Linked DNA regions of Mus musculus: region 2 is linked to region 1. The links are chromatin contacts, called in public Hi-C maps. All regions are on one chromosome and are shown on one strand. The core of a region is the stretch at or near the end of the contact, and the rest is flanking DNA. Distances in the headings are between cores, read along the strand shown.

The links. A called contact is a pair of places that touch in the nucleus more often than the background predicts.
Region 2: a contact with region 1 is called in a Hi-C map of muscle stem cells, with 5 times the contacts expected there. The contact joins the promoter of Myf5 here to the enhancer-like site in region 1. A contact is called at or near these places in 4 of 39 promoter capture datasets (cranial neural crest, hippocampal neurons, second pharyngeal arch cranial neural crest and 1 more) and 2 of 484 Hi-C or Micro-C datasets (both in muscle stem cells).

The regions. Positions count from the first base shown.
Region 1 is chr10:107,660,725-107,666,249 of GRCm38.p6, reverse strand. Ptprq (protein tyrosine phosphatase, receptor type, Q) reads left to right here. Exons shown (of 45, transcript NM_001370987.1): 17 at 3,593-3,713. Among named protein-coding and RNA genes, the nearest start is that of Ptprq, 56 kb to the left of the region's middle. Within about 2 kb of position 3,394, at least 17 of the 459 cell types and tissues checked have an H3K27ac peak or open chromatin away from gene starts, as enhancers often do. A contact at or near this core is called in muscle stem cells and second pharyngeal arch cranial neural crest, where this site is marked.
Region 2 is chr10:107,481,934-107,487,952 of GRCm38.p6, reverse strand. It overlaps Myf5 (myogenic factor 5), which reads left to right and starts at 1,819. Exons shown (of 3, transcript NM_008656.5): 1 at 1,819-2,522; 2 at 3,232-3,307; 3 at 3,743-5,045. The coding sequence starts at 2,022. The coding sequence ends at 3,933.

The sequences.
Region 1 (5,525 bases), core at 2,145-4,644:
ACACTATTTTTTTTTTTTTTTTGCCTTTGAAGCCAACTGTACTATAAGTACAATTTTATGGGAGACTTTTAAGGATCAAGTTTGAAAATGTGATTATCATATGTGTCCCAACAGTGTTCATCATTTTCTGGCATTTACAGAAGTTTTGGAGTAGAGTCTAAATAACTTTCAACATGTCTTATGTTATTAGGATTAGATAATCAATTCACTTTATATTTTTAGTTTTATCTAGTTATTAACTACAGAGCTTCCCTTGAATGTTAATTTTCTGTTTTAAAAATTGAAAATAATTTTTCTCTTATACAATAAGTCCTGACTACAGTTTCCCCTCCATCCACTCTTCCCAGCTTGTCCCTACTCTCCCCCAAATCTACTCTCCCTCTGTTTCCTGTCAGAGAAGAGAAAACTTCCAATAAACAACAACAAAACAAGACAAAACACCATACAATAAGACAAAGCAAAAGCCTTCTTATCAAGACTGGACAAGGCAACCGAATGGAGGAAAAAAGTCCTAAGCACAGGCAAAAGAGTCCTACACACAAACTCCACTGTTACAAGTTCCACAAATACAAAACCACCAAGCTAGCATCCATACTAAATACACAAGAGAACTTGGTGCAGATTCATGTAGGCCCTCTGCTTGCTGCTTCGGTCTGTGAGCGCATGTGTGCCCTGCTTAGTTGATTAGTGGACCATGTTCTCCTGGCGTCCTCCGTCCCCTCTGAGTCCTGTGTTTTCTCATACATTTTTTTTCCCCAGAAGCTGAATAAAATCACCCCTTCTGGGACCATTCTGTATTGACACCTGAGCAAACCACAGGTGTACATTGCGCTAGGAAGTGACTCCGAGAGACCTGCTTTAGAAGAGTATTTAGAGTTTATGTTTTACATGTTAGGTATTTTTGAAACAATTGGCTTTTTATGTAGAAGGAATCCTTATTCTCATGTTAGGTCAGCCTGGAGGTAGCATACATGTTTATGGTATGTTCCCCCCCCCCCCACCTCTTTTTTTTTCTCTCAAGATGCCAGAAGATTGTATCCTGTGGGTGCTCAGGATCATGAATAACTCATTACTGAGAATGTTACGTGGACACTATTAAAGGGACAGGGTGTTTTCTCTGCACCATCCCCACTTTTGCTTACAATAATAAATTCCATTTTACCTCTCCTCTCCTATACAATTTTCTTGTGTTTTCTACGCTGAAGCATCCTGGCCATGCACACTGGCTTGTCAAAGTCTCTGAAGGCTTTGGGTCATGGGTCAAGACTATCTCATCATTGCTTTTATGCATGATGATTGGTGCATATTGAACCTTTTCTGTATTTTCATCTCTTTTTTACCCCATAGATTAACCTTGCTTATTTAGAAATCATTTTAGCATTTAGTTATTTTGTGGGGTAGAGTGTTCTCATCTAAAGTTTTTACCTAATCAAAAAGTCCCAATCATGACAATTCAAAATCCATTATGACTTAATCAAAGCCAGTGGATATTTATGCTGAGTAGGATGTTTTTACTGCATGAATGCATACTCTCTATTTGAGTTCTGCAGTTGAATCGTACAAGTTATTAAAAATAGGCTGACAGGCAAATGTTCACCTGAATTCATGGCCACATTGCATATACCGAAGAACAAACATTCCTTCTGACTCTTCTTCAACAATTTCACCAAATGGAGACTAGCCCGAGGAAGCTGGATTTTATGAGTTATATGCCTTGACTCAGGAAGCTTTCAGTGTAGATATGGCTGGCCTATGTTTGACAAATGTGTAAACAAGTAATTTATATAATTGTAATTACTAGTAGAAGTGTTTCCGAAAATTATTAACTAAGCCTAATGAGGAAGTGAGGTTTCTCTAGAGCATCAGAGAAAGTAGAGCTGAACCTTTTGTCTGTGCTGTGACCCGAAGGAAGGCAGATGAAGAGGGAGTGAGAAGAGAGCGTGCCAGCAGAAGATCTTTCAAGTGTCCTGATGCTATAATATGCTGAATTAATTATGCTGAAAATGATTTTAATTTAAAAAATCCATTTATTTTTAGTTTTTACTGTGGTGTGTGTGTGTGTATTTCATTCACATATATATTATTCACATATACACACATACATACACACATACACACACACACACACACATTCATGTGTTCTTCCCAAGAATTTTAATGCTTATTATAGAATAAAAATGTGGAGTCACTGGATGTTTGTATCCATATTACTTCCAGTTTTTAAATGACATTCTTTTTTCTTTTCTTTTCTTTTTTTTTCTTTTCTTTTCTTTTCTTTTCTTTTCTTTTCTTTTCCTTTCTTTTTTCTTTCCTCTTTCTTTCTTTCTTTCTTTCTTTCTTTCTTTCTTTCTTTCTTTCTTCTTCCTTCCTTCCTTCCTTCCTTCCTTCCTTCCTTCCTTCCTTCCTCCCTTCCTTCCTTCCTTCCTTCCTTCCTTCCTTCCTTCCTTCCTTTCTTTCTTTCTCTTTCTTTCCTTCTCTCTCTCTCTCTCTCTCTCTCTCTTTCTTTCTTTCTGTTTTTTTTTGTTTGTTTTTTGTTTTTTGAGACAGGATTTCTCTGTGTAGCCCTGGCTGTCCTGGAACTCACTTCATAGACCAGGGTGGCCTTGAACTCAGAAGCCCACCTGCCTCTGCCTCCCAAGTGCTGGGGTTAAAGGTATGTGCCAACACTGCCCGGCGACATTCTTTTTTCTAAAAGTCAACATAAATTATACTTTATAAGTATGCTAAGTGAGTATTTATTGGGTTTACTTTGATAGGTGAATTGGAAGTGATTCTTAGCCCAGGAAACACATGTCTCTAAACAATACACAGACTCATGTGATGTCACTACTCAGCAGCATTTTCCAGTGAGGCGCCATTGGGGGGAAAACAAAGCAGAACCAAACAAATCAGAAGTGGCAACTATAGTTGTCACCACTTCAGTGAACTCATTTCATGAAACGAGCTATTCTCTAGTATAAGAAAGTTGAGGAAACCGAGAGTGATTCTAACCATTTTTCTGCTAGCATACTACCCTTCTATAATGGAGTTTCCTGTGAAACCCATGCAATTATAAAAGACTCATGGACTAGATTTTGATCTTACTCTAGTGATTTCTGACACATCCTGGGGGTTGAGGAATACCATTTGTCCGGATGAGGTCAGTCACTCTCAGTTCCTTCAAAATTTATGCTTATCATTCTTTGAATGTATAACATCTTTTTCTCCCAACTCTTCATTATCTCGGGTGATCTTTTACTATTGGGGACATTTATTCTCACCAATAAAACATTTGCTTTTATTAGAGAATGACAATTTGCCCAAATGTTCTTAAACAGTCAATGAGTCACTGCGACTGACCCATGTTGTATTTTCTCATGAAATACTTTTTTCCATTGACTCACAGGAGCAGATGTTCTAACAGTACCATGAAAATCTCCTTTCATCATTTTATCTGAACATAAGCAATCAGGTTCTTATGTCTATGGAGAGAAGTGCTGAACATGATTCATTTAACACAGAGTTTATCAGAAAAAAAATTCTGTACACTTATATTTTTACATTTTACATATTTATCTAATGAAATGTGTCATTCTTTGTTAAAAATTTTCAGCTCCTGACTCTCCTCCTCAGAACTTCTCCGTGAAACAGTTGTCTGGTGTCACCGTGATGTTGTCATGGCAACCACCCTTGGAGCCAAATGGAATTATCCTCTATTACACAGTTTATGTCTGGTAAGGATTTTTTGGAAGCAGTTCTGAGAACAAATATTAATTTGTAATATAATAGGAATGTAGTGTTTATCTCGGGATGTGAGGCTGCATTAGAGCTCTGATTATTAATAGGTGGGATAAAATGCATTTTTATTAAGAAACAGGTTTTCATCATATTATGCAGTTGGTCAGGGAATAAAAATCTTTGCAACTAAAATTTTTTTAAAAAAAGTATGTTTTTTAAAGCTATACCAAATGTATACTCTTTAGGGTCTGGAGGATAAATTTACATGATTACAAATGTATGATTTAAAATATTTGATAGTCTTTTGACCTGCTCCATTTCCAACCTGGACTGGTTCACCTCTCCTTAGGTACCCTGGTGGTCCCCACTCCCAGGTGGTCACTGTATTATTGCTGAACTTAGTGCAAACATCAGATCGATTGGCATAGCGTAGAATTCCTGGACTCAAGTGATTCTTCTGTCTCAACTTCTCTAGTAGCTGGGACTACATATGTGAGCCACCGTGCCTGGCTATTTGAAAATTTTAAAACAAATACTTTGCACAACTATTTTCAAGTTAATTTCAATTAATTTTTTTTTATCATGATGAAAGTGAATTTCCATTTTCTTGACACATGGCAAGGAACACTTAAAAAATAAAATAAGTGTGTGTATGTGTGTGTGTGTGTGTGTGTGTGTGTGTGTGTGTGAGATGCACATATATGCAGTGCATACATGTATTTGTTCCTGTGTGATGTGCATACGCAGACTGGAGAAGATGAAGGGTTGTCTTTCTCAAACCTTTATGTTGTTTCCTTGATTTCTTTCTTTCTTTCTTTCTTTCTTTCTTTCTTTCTTTCTTTCTTTCTTTCTTCCTTCCTTCCTTCCTTCCTTCCTTCCTTCCTCCCTCCCTCCCTCCCTCCCTCCTTCTTTCTTTCTTTCTTTCTTTCTTTCTTTCTTTCTTTCTTTCTTTCTTTCTTTCTTTCTTTCTTTCTTTCTTCCTTCCTTCCTTCCTTCCTTCCTTCCTTCCTTCCTTCCTTCCTCCCTCCCTCCCTCCCTCCCTCCCTCCCTCCCTCTTTCTTTCTTTCTTCCTTCCTTCCTTCCTTCCTTCCTTCCTTCCTTCCTTCCTCCCTCCCTCCCTCCCTCCCTCCCTCCCTCCCTCCCTCTTTCTTTCTTTCTTCCTTCCTTCCTTCCTTCCTTCCTTCCTTCCTTCCTTCCTTCCTCCCTCCCTCCCTCCCTCCCTCCCTCCCTCTTTCTTTCTTTCTTTCTTTCTTTCTTTCTTTCTTTCTTTCTTTCTTTCTTTCTTTCTTTCTTTCTTTCTTTCTTTTTTTCTTTCTTTCTTTCTTCCTTCCTTCCTTCCTTCCTTCCTTCCTTCTTTCTTTCTTTCTTTCTTTCTTCCTTTCTTTCTTTTTTGTTTTTTGAGACAGGGTTTCTCTGTGTAGCCCTGGCTGTCCTGGAACTGACTCTGTAGACCAGGCTGGCCTCGAACTCAGAAATCCACCTGCCTCTGCCTCCCAAGTGCTGGGATTAAAGGTGTGCGCCACCACTACTTGGCACTACAGTTTCTTATGTTGTGGTGACCACTCTCCCTAATCATGAAATTATTTTTATTGCTACTTCATAACTGTAATGTTGAAACAGTTATTAATCATAATGCAAATCTATGAAATGCAGGTCATCTTATATATGACCCCTGTAAAAGGGTCATTTGACCCACAAGATGCCACTACTCACAGGTTGAAAACTGCTGCCTTAAAGTCTTCAAAAATGCTGTCTGCTACATGGAGCCATATCTCTAATCAAGAATTCCTCCACCTCCCGTGACTCTC
Region 2 (6,019 bases), core at 570-3,069, 180 kb after region 1:
AATCTAGTGTTGTCCCAATATTGTATTCATTTCAAAGGCAGACATTTTTAATCCGGTCCCAATAGGGGTACAGTTGGATTTTTCATTGGCCAATTGATTAAATAGCCCCTCAGTGTGAGACCCACCAGACCTGATTTACAGAAGAAATCTGTCTTCAAGATTACAGGACAGGGTAGAGGGAACAGAGACAGACACAGCTAGCAAGTGCAGTGATTGGCACCTTCTGGTCCCTTCCTTAAAGTCCTTGCCTTCACAGACAGTTATAATGTATCTGGCCCCGATAGATACCAGATCTGTCAGACTTGGCTGCTTTAGAAAAGTCACTCTGAGTCATCGTCGTCGTCATCACCATCATCATCATCACCACTAAAAGGCAGTGTAACACATACACACACACACATACACACACACACACACACACACACACACACACACACACATATACACACACATACAAAGGGTCACTTTGAATCCACAACACTTACTTAATTGGATGACACTCCCAAGTGTGAACAGTCCATTTTTACAACGGGGCTACAAAAAAGAGGTTTAAAGCTCTCAGAGAATTTGTGTTGACCGTAAGTAATGGTGTTTCTTGGATATGAATAACATCTCCCCTCTCACGTGATCTGAAAGCGGATCAACAGTGGAGAAGAAATCATAAAAGCTGAGGAATAGGCTGAATATATATATATATATATATATATATATATATATATATATATATATATATATGAATGAATGGCAGTTTTCCCCTTTGTCTTCAGTTGACAAAAGTTTCAAAGACCTGTCTGCAAATGGCATTTCTGAAAGGCTTTTGTCACCAAAGTGTGTGAAGCCACTCTTTTAAGAGGAGTTGGAAATTTTACACTAGCCCAGGATCTCTCTTAGCTGGCAGCTGGGACCCATCTGTAACGGTGTTAGCTGGCCTGAAAAGCAGAAAATTAGCGACCCCGAGAAGCCTTGGCTGGCTGTTTAGTCTGTAGACACGGTAGGGCGGAGCAGCAGACTCTGGAGAAAAGAAACCCCAAGCTGGACGGGGAGCTTTCTGTGAGAAACTGGACCGCTGCCGGTGACCGTCCTCCTCAGGCGTGGGAATCTCCCAGTGCAGGTATTAGCCTAGGTCTGATGCAGAGGAAGAGGCAACAGACACGTGTGCTGGGAAGGATGGAAGCTCGGAGGGGAAGGATGCGGGGGAAGGTCACCTGGTCCACTTCCTTTTCAGGGCAGCAGAAGAAACGTGTGACCCTCTGACAGAGCCAGACCTCAGAAAGGAAGCTCAGCTACTGTCATCCCCATGAGATGACCATCTCTCTCATCAGAACTTTACTTCTTTGGTCTTTGTCAAACAGGTTTTGAAACACCAAGCTCTCTAGGTTCATGCCATCCATGAAAATGCCACCTCACTATTTTACCAACTGTTACCAGTACACAAACTGACTCAATCTTTTGGTAAAGTTCATGAAAATGAGAAGCAAGCACCGGAGATCCGTGCGTTAAGAATCCAGAAGCTAGGTTCCCTTTGGTGTTAGACGGAAATACGGAACTTTAATGTCTTGCTACCGTGCTGCTGCTGCTGATTATGTTAAAGTGTGATCAATTTCAAGAAGCCAACCCCAACCCCTTTAAGTGATCCCTAGGTTTAGTTTATCCAGAAGGCCACCGAGCAGGTTAGGCTGCAGTAAAATCATTAGCGTCAAAGGGACCAGTAAACTGCAAAGTGTCTCTAGAAGAAAGACAAGAGGCTTGCCCAGACAGCCCCTGTGGGGGGTTGTGGTGGGATATGCTAATAACGCCCAGCTACAGGGACCAACCTCCCTTCCCATCCCCCAGGAATATATAAAGAGCCCCAACCTCAGCCACTGACCGACCCTGGCCAACAGGCATCTGTCCTTGTTAATTACAGAGAGACAGTCCCAAACTCCGGGAGCTCCGCCTGGATTTGCTGGCCTGCAGCAGCCAGGGACTGGCGTGTCTCCCTCTCTGCTGAATCCAGGTATTCCCACCTGCTTCTCTGAAGGATGGACATGACGGACGGCTGCCAGTTCTCCCCTTCTGAGTACTTCTATGAAGGCTCCTGTATCCCCTCACCAGAGGATGAGTTTGGGGACCAGTTTGAGCCAAGAGTAGCAGCCTTCGGAGCACACAAAGCTGAGCTGCAGGGCTCAGACGATGAGGAGCACGTGCGTGCACCTACCGGCCACCACCAGGCTGGCCACTGCCTCATGTGGGCCTGCAAAGCTTGCAAGAGGAAGTCCACTACCATGGATCGGCGCAAGGCCGCCACCATGCGCGAGCGTAGACGCCTGAAGAAGGTCAACCAAGCTTTCGAGACGCTCAAGAGGTGCACCACCACCAACCCTAACCAGAGACTCCCCAAGGTGGAGATCCTCAGGAATGCCATCCGCTACATTGAGAGCCTCCAGGAGCTGCTGAGGGAACAGGTGGAGAACTATTACAGCCTGCCGGGACAGAGCTGCTCTGAGCCCACCAGCCCCACCTCCAACTGCTCTGACGGCATGGTAAGCCTCGCTTTTACCATAGTCTTTGTGAAAAGTCCTGGTACCTCTTCTAAACCAGTGGGACCATTGCTTTAAGAGCCGTGTTCACAGAAAGATTTAAAAAACAAAAACGAAAACTGTCCTACAGGATTTTAGTTTGATTTCCTAGCTGTTTGCAGATGCATGGAGATGGCAGTAAAAGCTTGGCTTGCCTTTAAGTGACTAACAAAGTATTTTCTCTGTTATTTCTTACTTAGAGCAGCCACCCAGTGTATATAGCTCAGTAACTAATTAGAAAGCATCCCAACTTCATTCCAATTCCTGCTCTGAGGCCAGGCTGGAAGGCAATGTTGATACACTGTTTTCAGAGGGCTGTGGTGTTGGCAGGTTTCTAATGTGTTTTTGCCCTGGGAAAGCATTCTCTCCCCGAATTAGTGTGGCTTCCTTCTACCGCAATCCATTTTGCATGGTTAACCCAGGGCGCATTGCTGCGGGGTTTCTCTGACTTGTTTTCTCTTTGCTTCTGTTTTCCTCTTCTCCCAGCCCCGAGACTGACCTTGGTGCCCTGGAGATTTGGAGACATCAGCCCCTTCCTAGATCAGTGCTGCCGGGGAGGGAACTAAGACCGTTCGGTTTCCTGAGTTAGGGGGCTGGTATGATCTCACCCTAGGTCTGTGCGTCTTTTTGGCCAAGGCTTAAAAATATATTTCTGTGCGTTTTGTGTTAACAGCCTGAATGTAACAGCCCTGTCTGGTCCCGAAAGAACAGCAGCTTTGACAGCATCTACTGTCCTGATGTATCAAATGGTAAGAACTGATAACTTCAGACACCTTTAAAGATCTGTTCAGTCTCGTAATTCAGTCATGGCAGTCTGTCCTTCAAAGTAGTATTTAGAACAGGTATATAAACGATGGCTGTTGTGGGGGAGGCTAAGGACCGTTTTGTGCTCCAGATTACCCTGACAGACAGACAGACAGACCAGCATACACGCATGCACGTGCATGCATCCCCCCCCCCCCCACACACACACACTCACTTTTGCTTGAAATATTACCAGGGGTCTTCCACACCTCTACCCTGGGGAATTGCTAGATATTTACTGCAAAGTTTTACATCAGTCCCTCTGTGATCACCTGACCTATGCGGTCAAAGGTGCTGACCCCGGGTTTAAAGGGCACCACAAGCAAGCCTGTCTGCGTGGGGATGGTTTTCTGAAAGCACTTTTCTCCTTGGGCTGTTAGCATGTGCTGCAGATAAAAGCTCCGTGTCCAGCTTGGATTGCTTGTCCAGCATTGTGGATCGGATCACGTCTACAGAGCCATCCGAGCTGGCTCTTCAGGACACAGCTTCCCTCTCTCCAGCGACCAGCGCCAACTCACAGCCTGCTACCCCGGGACCCTCCAGCTCCAGACTTATCTATCACGTATTATGAACTCTCTCCCGATGATCACTCCTGCTAGGAGGGCGTCCTTCATGGAGGAAAAGAAGCCCTGAAGCTGAAGGAAAGACAAGCTGGGCAGAATACGTGCTTTTCGGTTGTAAATACTGTCTTGCCACTTTATGAGAAAATAGATTTAACTGAAAGTCACATTTGCAATAATGGATTCTCCTCTGCCTGTTCTTTTTGCTTTCGGTTTTTTTTTTTTTTTTTTTTTTAGCTTCCAATTGCTTTAGATACATGATTCCAGAAATATTTTTCTGTTGGAGGCAATTAATTGACAGTTACTTAGAGTAATTCTTAACTTATACATATATATTGTAAATATTGCACATCAAAATAACTTTGGTATTTAGAGCTCTATATTTTTCTTCAAAATAACATTTTAACAGCTTGGAATCCATTACAGGGAATTAAAAATATATTTAACTTTTGCTTTTCTCTTTAATCTTTTGTTAATAGTGTATCATCAAATGAAAATATAACAGTTGTGCCTAATGGTATATACTTTCTTAAAATCTTTTAATCGTATAATCTTACATCTTTTCTTATAAGAAATACTTCTTTCAATGTAAGCTATAAATAATACATTGAGGGCAATTTCAAACTATTAAAAATGTAAATTTCCCCATAAATAACATTGAAATAACTAATTTGTTTCTTGGCCTTTAAAAATAACATCCCCAATGAAATTAGCAAACCATGAACACGAAACATTTAAGAATGGGTTAAATATGATCACACAGTTAGCCTTGTAGATATGTATTGAAATAATTTATGAATTTCTTTTAGATTTGTTGATGTCACTTGTAAAAATATTACATTTCCATTGTAAGCACATTTCAAGAATGCCTGGTAAATGAAGCCCCCTTTTCTTTGTTGTTATTTCATACAATGTCCAGTTGTATATAAAAAAAAAGGATTGTAAAATTTTATAGGATAATATCATTTGTTTAAGCAAAAAAGCTTAAAAAGTATTATGTCATTTTACTATATACAGTACTTTGCCAATCATGAGCCAGGTTTTATTAACTATTTGTATATGCCTTAAAATAACTTGATAAATAAATGTACTATTATTATCAATAAAATATTTAAAGGAGGTGGATATTTTTCCTATTATTAGAAAACCAGCATGAGAAATCTTCAAAACTATATTGCGAAACGATCCCTCAGTTTTATAGTCTTTTAGAAGTTTTGTTATCCGCATTATGAATGTGTGTACATATGCATCTGTGAGATGGATGGGAACTTTTTATTATTCCCTAGAAGCTCATCTGAAGAAATTGAGAGAAAAGCTGGATGAATAAACAGAAAATTAAATTGAAATAATCATCCAGACATTTTTTTGGTGAGTATTCCACCTGAGAGGGACACAAAGAAGCCACCTGGGAGGTACTGAGAGGAGATGTTAATAAGGTGCAATTATACAGCATGCCCTCAGCCTCTAAGGTGCTTGTTTTATTTTATTTTTTGACACAGGTTTTGCTGTGTAGTCCTTGCTGGCCTCAAATGCACAGGCTAGCTGTGAGCCTGCTGTGGTCACCCTGCCTGTGCCTCTCAACTGCTGGGATTACAGTGGGCACTCTAACTCAATCTCTAACTTTGACTATTTGTGTAAAATTGCTTAAGGTTTTGCATGTAGACACTACTGTAGGTTGGTAGCACACCTATTCTCCAGAAGGCCTAACTATATCTGATTGGTTGTGTGTGTGTGTGTGTGTGTGTGTGTGTGTGTGTTCACGCATGAGGCTCAAAGGAATATAAGCCATTACGTAAAGGAGGGAGAAGGCCTGAGTTCAGAGCCAAATGTGGCCACTGTGACCAGGTTAGCATGGTGATACTATAGAATGGATGGTTGCTTCTACACAGAAAGTCTTTCTTTTCCCTGAAAAGGGATCATAACGATTCTACATGAAGAGGCTCTAAGCTGCAAGATAAAGATTTCTTTGAGGTTTGACATAAATTTGACTTATTAACTTGTACTATGCAAATTTCTTTACTTGCTGTTTCTACAGAAAATGCAAAGGTTCATGGTTCTTAGTAAAGTATGGAAGGACAAACTTACTCAAATGCTGGT